Linked DNA regions of Gossypium hirsutum: region 1 is linked to region 2. Evidence: chromatin contacts called from public Hi-C data. All regions are on one chromosome and are shown on one strand. Each heading gives the region's core, a stretch centred on a gene start, on an enhancer-like site or on the middle of the called end of the contact. The rest is flanking DNA. Distances are from core to core; before and after follow the strand shown.

Region 1 (4,372 bases), core at 505-3,004, 62 kb before region 2:
ATTATTTTTACATATTCCTCACTAAAAATCTAGTTAATGGATTAACGACTGTCATTTGCGTCAAGATTGAAATTTCAAAATTCGAAAATTATAAAGACTCAGAATAATCCTGGAGAAAATAGACTAAAACTATAATTGTATGCATAGTACATAACTAATAATTAAATTTAACTAAACAAATTGAATTGCTATTGTTTGGGTTAGGATTAAAATTTTAGTTTTTGAACGTATAGGGACTAAAAGTGACCAATTTGAAAAGCATAGGACTAAAATTGATCAAATAAAATACAAGGACTAGATTTACAACTTTCGCAAAGTATAGTGACTAGTAACAGAATTTAACCTAATTAATTACAGATAGCTTGAGAGGTGATGAGACGGACAAAACCTTGTCAGATTTTGCTAACTATATATACTAATATTTAATTTATATATGCATCCATACATAATTACATACATGCATATATATATAAACATGAAACGATATACAATTGACACATAAGCCATGAATAGAAGAGGTAGCAGTGTTAATTTTCATGGCTAGCAGGCTGCTGAAGGGTGAGATAAGGAATTGATGAAGTGAGATTTGGGTCCGATCGTAAAAGGGATGGACGTCGTCGTCGCCGGAGGGCCATCGCCGCCGTTGGCAACTCTCTCACAGGAAGGGCACATGGTGAGGGTGGCTGCTGCAGGCAGCTGCATGCAATACGATGCTGTTAGTTTCCATGATTTAAGCTCTTGTAATTCCTTCTGCAACCTCTTGTTCTCTTCTGTTAGCGTTTCACAACATTTCTTCAGTAATTCACAATCTACTTCAGTCTGTTTCAGCTTTGTCCTGGCTCTCCTATTTTGGAACCATACTTCAACTTGCCTTGGCCTTAGATCCAACTTAGCTGCTAAAGCTTGCTTCTGTTTCTGTTTACAAAAAAAAAAAAGAAAAAAAAGTAAATACCAAATAAGAGCATTGAATATTTGAATAATAAGTGTATAAACAATGAAGATAAAGATATACTTACAGGACAGAGAGTGGTGTGCTCTTTGAATCTATCTTCTAAGATTGCAGATTGGTGTTTGGTAAGCCGAAGTTTCTTTCTATGGCAACCTTCATCATCTTCATCACCAACCCTTGAAGAGACCCTCTCGAATTCCACATCTCCCTCTTTCTTGACACTGGAGTTTGAAAACGAAGACAGTGCAGTGACAGAAGAGGCTTGCTGGTCGTCGCCATGTGCTTTACGAGCATCATCATCTGATGATGGACCTAACGTCAGAGATGGGAAAAAATGCTCATCTCTCACCAACGATTTCTTCTTCTTTTGTTGATGATCCGATTGTGAAAAGTTTTCTTTGACATTCCAACCTAGACCAAGACCAAGACCACTGCTGCAAATATCATCAAATCCCATTGTGTTGCTCAAAAGCTGCTAAGGAGGCCAAGAAAAAAAGGGTTTTCTTCAAAGAGAAATGGAGGAGATGAAGTGTTAATTTTAGGGGACAGTGGAATGAGTTATATTACTAATAAAAAGGAAATGAATAGAGTACTAACGAATCTGGGTTATGAATGATGTCCTCATAGGTTGACCATTCATAACAAAACCTCTCTAATTTCAAATATAACTTTTTTTAACGTTTTCTATTATCAAAATTACAAATATAATGAGTATTATCATAATCAATAAAAATAACTAAAAAAAACCAGAAATAGCAAAATAAAACCCATCCATCCCACCAACAGCCAAGAATACACTGCAAAAGGTTCATAAAATGGATTACGTACGTGGAATCGCATGAAAAGTGGGGATTACATAGGAGAATATAAAAGAGAATAACAATTCATCTTTGTTTTTTTTTTTTTTTAAAATTTCTGCACTTTTCTTCTGATTTTCCTTTAAATCCACACCTTTTTGACACTGACTATAAAGCAAAACTAACTTAAAGTCATTGAGTATAAGTCATCATAATCAATCACTTTGTTTTCAATGTTAAAACACCAAAAGGGTGGTGATTAATTAAAGGGAGAGGTGGCATGATCAGATGGCTAAGCAATTATTGTGAATTAGAGGCAATAGAAAATCGAAGGAGACAATATTTTCATAATAATAATAGAAATTAAGATAAAGACCCATCATCAGATGTGTGTTTGTTTATGTTTACCTAGTCGCAGGCCACCCAATATGTCCCCCACTATTTCATGCCTTACTTCTCTAACAAGATTATAAGACACTCTTTCTAAACTTTACCCAAAATATTCCAAATATTCTTCCTTCTATATATGTGCCAAGTGTCGGGTTAAATGGTGATCCGGGAATTATTTGTTTAGAGGAGCCTTAATATGAATTCAAGTCCACCCTTATTCAAAACTCGACTCATTTGAACTAACCCTCAGTTAAGAATACTCAATGATGATTCGTATTAAACATATATCTAAGACATTACGGGATCGATTTAGATATATGGCTTGATATATTGATCTGGAAGGACATTCATTATCCACACGTCCACACCAAAAAAGAATAATTGAGTGTTGTGTCTAGTTTCCTTTTCGCTGTGTATTAAAAGCACGGAAGCCCTATTTTTTTAAGTCTTCAAAACCTATTAAAAAAACTAAATTGGTCTCTTCCCATTTTCATAACCATGCAAGGTGGTTATCATATTATCCAAATAATTGCATTTGCAAATTAATATAACCGCCCTACTGCACCATTCATAAACTTTATGAGCTACCAACATTTCCTACAGGCACAATACCTCTTTTTGTTCTTATACAAAATTTAATCGATTAAAATTTATCATGTAAAATTATCAATAACAAAATTAAAAGTGGAGACGTACTTGAATCTATTGATTTTTTTTTGGAATCTTCGATCTTGTAGTTTTGATCTTCCAAATTAGTACACAAGTAATTCAAAGAAAGTGACTCTCTCTTTTCTAAAGATGGGATATTAGAAAAGTTACATATGTGTAATTTAGAGACCATAACCCTAATATATACACATTAACACTAAATTTTAATCAGTCCATCATCAATTAGAAATTAGTTACAAGAATATTTACACATATTTGACCCATACTTTATTCAATAACTAAAGCCCAATAAACCTTAGCCAAATTAGATTACTTTTAATTTGGGCTAATTTTTTTATGATAGTAAATAATAACGTGTAATTACTCTTATTACATATGTGATGTCCATATTTTTCAACAATCTCCCACTTGGACCACATATATATACTAATTATTCTATAATCACAAGTCACTATATAACTTTATGAGCTCAAAACTTTACTATCATATCCAAAAGATATTCTGAGCAATCTCATCCATTAATTATATTAACATAGAATCAATGCGTCTTTCTTTACATATATTGTAACTAAATCCATCCCTGATAACGTATATTAATATAACCAAATGACATAAATCAAGTATGAATGTGTAGCATGAAAATTACATGCAATATGACCCAAACATGTCTATTTCCAACTGGTCCTCCTTAACCTTAGTGAGATCAAATTTTACCAAAATCAAAGTGTGAATAAATCAAATAAACTTTATTTCTACGGAAAATAAACTTAATATTCACAAACTGAAATAACTGAAAATGTGTCTATAATATAAAATCATTTAAAAGGACAAACTCCTACTAAAACTACATATCCTTAAATGACATTACACCCATATGAGTAGTGTGCTCATGAAAAACCTTGGGTGGTAGTCCCTTAGTAAGATGCATTTTAAAATATTAGGAAGTGTAATACTCAAATTTTGCCCGGCCCGAGCCCAAGTATTAAAACCAAAATATAAAAAAATATATAAAATAAATAATAATAAATGTCCAATTTCTTTACAAATTCAACCCAAAACAAAATTATTTTGGCCCATTTAAATTACCCAACACCAGATCCAAATATTAAAACCCCAACCCAAAACCAAATTCGGACCAACATGGCCCAAAGCATTCCCCAAACCCTGAAACCCTAGCCTTCAGCAACCAGCAACACCGCCGTCGAACCCAGGGCCTCTTCCACGCGTATTGCACCTCCGTGCGCGTGCGTCTCCCCCAGCTGGCCTCCGTACACGCCACGTCCACCACCTCCGTACGCGTGCGCCCGCACCTCTATACGACCATGTACCTGCAAAGGACAAGCAAACGAGCAACAAAACAGATGGCAACAAAAAAGAAAAGGGCAAAAATCGGAAGTAAAAAAAATAGAAAAAAAAGAAGAAAAAGAAAAATACATCTTTTGTAATTTTTCATTTTTACTTTCGGCTATAAAGCTATTTTTCAGAGATTGTAAACCCTCACGCATACTGTATCAACAAAAATCAATACAAAAGAAAAGGTTTTCCTTTTTTCCTTTTTTGGATTTGG
Region 2 (4,690 bases), core at 1,605-4,104:
GATATTCTATATTGTTGATTAATTGTGATTTATTCTATGAATTGATATTCTGTATGTTTTGTCTACTGTTTGTACTGGTTTTCTTGTGATTAAACTCACATAGAGCTTCATAACTCACTCCCCTGTATTCTCTATCTTTACAGATAACCCACTAGGTTAGGACACGAACACAACATTCAGAGAGACTCGACTTGGTTTTGTCTATTATAATATTTTGGATTTATTATTTGAAATTTTTTGTTATTTAGAAATTATAATGTTTTATTTAAATTGTGGCATGAAACTTAGGTTTTTAGGGACTATTCAGCATGCATGACCTTTAATTTTGATTAGGTTATTAAAATTAGGGAATTTAATTTTTGTGCATGAAATATAATTTCTATTAAAAGTAATATTAGGTATCAATTTATCCACTGCTAGATCATAAATTTTTAAGTATTAAATAAACTGAAAATTAATTAAGTTTCAAAAAGTAGTCACCATTGTATTGAAAGTTAAGCTAAACTGATTTTTGAAAAGCCCGTAAACTTTTTTTGAAAATAGACAAAAGTTTTCTACCAAAATAAACTAATGTTTTAAAATGACTATTTTATAAACCCCAATCACTTCTAGGCCATTTCAATAGCCGATGTAATCTTCCGAATTCGAGCCTAACGTTTGGGACAGATTGAGAATGTTACAGAGAATTTGATAAAAACGAAACATATGAAAAACTGGATAACACCCTCTTCTTCAAACAAAAACCTTCTTCTTCAAGTGTAACCCATATATTTTTCTTATTTTTTGAATTAAAACTAGTTAATTATTTAATGGAATTAGTGGGTTTTTATCTTTTGGTGTTAGGATGAAAGAGAAGGATTTGATATTGAAAAATTACCCAAATGAAGATGATGAATTTATTAAAGGAGATGAATTTTGATGTTGAAGAAGAAGATAAAGGATCAAGAATTACGTAGTTGATTCTTGATTTTTTTGTTAAAAATATCTAATTATTTTTTTATAATTTTTAGATTTTCAAGATTTTTTTATATACATATATATTTTTATATGTTTAAATGTTTATATATTTAATAAAAAATTATATATTTTTATAAAAGAAAGACATGTGGCCTGATTTGATTGGCCACTAATTTTTTTTAATGTCACTTAGTGAAATGGATTACAAACTATAACAGAATGATACTTTAGTATCAAATTGAGACAAAAAAAAAAGTTAGGTGCCAAAGTGAGAAAACTAGTATAATTCAGAGGTCAAATAATGAATTAAGCCTTTTTCGAACAATGAATTATTATATATTAATATAAATTATTTTGATGAATTTAGTATTGCATGACAAACATATCAACTCTGTTAAGTAAATTATCAAAACAAATCAAGATTACAATAAAAAAAATAAGTAAAGATTTTTAAGATTTTTAAATTTTAATAAATAACCATTATTAAAATAATATAAAAATTTACTATATTGTTAATTTATTTGATTGGTCGAAATTAGGGTATCCACTATTAGTAGTGACTAATATATTTGCCACGAAAACTCTTTAAAAAGTTAAATGATTAACAAAAAAATGTGCTCTATTTTCATGAATAAAAATCAAACCTCTAATTACATAATTAAGAACATAAAAACATTGACTTTTTTTTAACAAACAATGCACAAAAAGACCTAACTAGAATATAAGATAACAAACAATTCAATAATTAACTAACATCATACTTTTATAAGTCTCATCATACCTAAGCAAGGTTTAACATTTTAACTAATGTATAATAAGAACGCATTTCATCATGAGCTTACATAGATTTAGAGAGTCACATGCATGATTAAGATATTGTTGAAAAATTTAAGATATCTGAAAACAATTAAATTATACATTCTTAAAAAAATTTTGCAAACTTTGTTTATAAGTTATTATACTTTATTGGATTAGTACGAATCAAGTTGAGAGCGTAGATTCATGTATTGGGCTCAAAAGGTTAGTGTAAAGTATATTTGAACCCTTTTGTTTTAGGAAACGTTTTAGTGTTCAAGAAAAGTGTATTTCTTAACTTGTAACACATATATTAGCCAAGAATAACTTAACCGGTTGAAGTTATTTTTAGTCAAAACATTTCAAACTATTTTTAACTAATTCAATTCATTTAACTTTACTATTTTTAACTAGTGAAACTTCTATATATACCATAACTCATTTTCACTCTCAACATATCTCAAAAATCTATCATTCTCGTCATGCTCCTCCTCTCTTCTTTCTGAATTTGTTAAGTATTTATCTATTAGATTTTATTATTAGATTTTTATTTTCATTTTATAACAGAAAGATCGATGAAATATCCTTAAAAATAATATCTTACATTAAATTAATGAATATTTGCTCTAATACTATATCAGACATTCAACCTAAAATCAATTAATAACATACAAAGAGACCCATGATGACAAAATTCAATCAATTTAAAATAGCATTTCTTTAAGAATTTGATGAGAAATAAACAAGAGGGACCCAGAAATGATACGGTAAGATAGGAGCATTTGATTCTAAAAGGATATGATGATTGTGGGAGCAAAAAGAAGTGTATTTTAGGCAAATGATAGCAGGGGTGGTGTTGGAGATAAGGTTTCAGATGTGTCCCCTCCTGCCTTTTGTCTGCATTTCTACTTCTCCTTTTATTGCTACTAATCTATTCTCTTTTTATATTTTTAAAGGATTGTATTTGTACTTATTATAGGCATCTATACTCTTAGAATAATAGATCTTTAGTTGCTACACTTTAAGCACTATTACAAGCATCTATACCCTTTGATCAATTTTTATATTTAGAATAACAGAACAAGATTAATCATTGATGCCTGACGAAAGCATGAAACAGCTGTGTTTTCTTTAGTGTTAATTGCTTCTCTAAATTAGAACAGGGTTAATACAAAGGACTGTTGCATCTAAAAAGAAAAGTTGAGACAATATTAAGGAATAAAATAATAGATCATTTGTATGTTGTATTACGTAAAAGATTATTCTTTGCTATTAATTTCTTATTGGGTACGCAATTCTTCTTCTCTGCCCATTAAATAATGAAATCATGTTGTGAACACCATTACTATGAAACTTGTATAAAAAATTTTCATTTAACATATTTACCTTCATTTTAATTATTCCTCTTAAAAATTTTAACGGAATTCTAACATGGCATTTTTTTTAAACATGGACCAATCATTGGATGTTACATTGCACAATTTAGCATGACATAAATATTACATACCACTTTATAGGACTAAAATACAATTTGCTAAATATTAACTATGAAAAAAAATAAAACATTTTATTATTTTCTGGGTTTGGGTTCCAACCCGCCCCAGCAACCGTCGACCAAGCACCGTCCGAAGCTGTCTCCTCCCGAATCGGTTCAGCCGCAGCTTCCTTGCTCTCCTCAACCGTTCAAAACAGCATGTATTGAGACCAACTTTGAAGGTTTTAATAGCCTTGGTTTGACACTTTTTTGTTGCTTTCTTAAGGTTTTATCCTTAGTTCCAATTTTTTGTATTAATGTATCATCTTATCTTACACGATGTACCAAAGAATAAACATGCTAAAAATCACAGCATGTATTGGAGTTGGAGCTGAAGGTCATTTATCAAACTTTAGTTCTTGCATGACTGGAAGCACATAGCTAATTTCTATAGTAACTTATTTTGCAATGAGTGGGAACATATTCAATGGGTCTAATGCAAATTATTGATCTTCCAAACTTTCCATCAATTATTTAAACTCTTTGAGGATATATAGTTTCTGAATTCTGACAGTGTAACACCTTAAACTCGGCCTAAACGTCCAGACCAAGTCTTGAGAGTCACATTGTCGATGTTAGGAAAACCACATTTATAAATGCAATCAAAATGAATTCAACATATTGTAATTATCACAACAATTAATTATCTATTTAATCTTCTCAACCATCATAATGTCGTAGAAAGTTGAAAGTACTACTAGTAAAGTTAAAAGGAAAAATAACGGATTGACTGAGCTCCTGCAGCGCCGACCCGTTCAAGTCTGAAAGTCACCTAAAACTCAATCAACAACAAAATGAGTGGTGGACCCAGTGCATATAAAACATCTATTCAATTAAAGCACATTTATAAGGTAATTCCCAAATCCCAAGATTCAGTTAGATAATAGAAGCAATTTAAGATACAGAATAAATTGGATACATATGTAGTTATTCCTACCCCATCCGCTACACACCATCTTCATCCATCCCAACACACCGTTAAGGGTGTTTAATGCCCAACCATCCCTACATACCATAAAGTGTCTGTCTGACACGTTTACTAAGACGCTAACTAGCTACTAGATCGAATTGCGGCAAAGCGCCAAATTCACACACACACACACACACACACACACACACACACACACACACACACACACACATATATAACGTGGCTTAGCCACTAATCCAGAACAGATTACTTACTCCTTTACAAATATCTCAACCCATGCAAATGCAAATTACAGATATCAACAACAAGTGTTCAGTCATTCTGACTCAATTCATAAATAGTTAATATAGATCGATAACATTAACAACCATCATAATATATATGTATTTATACAATTCATATCTCAATCCCAGAGCATTAGATAGTCCTCATACATTCAAATTCAGATCATAAATACATGGTGGAGACCAGTG

The links. Hi-C and Micro-C count contacts between places; a contact is called where the count stands out from the background.
Region 1: a contact with region 2 is called in a Hi-C map of hypocotyl, with 2.7 times the contacts expected there. The contact joins the promoter of LOC107921422 here to the enhancer-like site in region 2. A contact is called at or near these places in 7 of 34 Hi-C or Micro-C datasets (anther, callus, cotyledon and 3 more).

Annotation. Positions count from the first base shown.
Region 1 is chrD01:23,229,657-23,234,028 of Gossypium_hirsutum_v2.1, reverse strand. LOC107921422 (homeobox-leucine zipper protein HAT22) reads right to left here and starts at 1,754. Exons shown (of 2, transcript XM_016851275.2): 1 at 1,017-1,754; 2 at 251-915. The coding sequence starts at 1,406. The coding sequence ends at 541.
Region 2 is chrD01:23,168,230-23,172,919 of Gossypium_hirsutum_v2.1, reverse strand. No RefSeq gene overlaps it. Among protein-coding and RNA genes, the nearest start is that of LOC107921670, 23 kb to the right of the region's middle. Within about 2 kb of position 2,854, at least 2 of the 9 cell types and tissues checked have an H3K27ac peak or open chromatin away from gene starts, as enhancers often do. A contact at or near this core is called in hypocotyl, where this site is marked.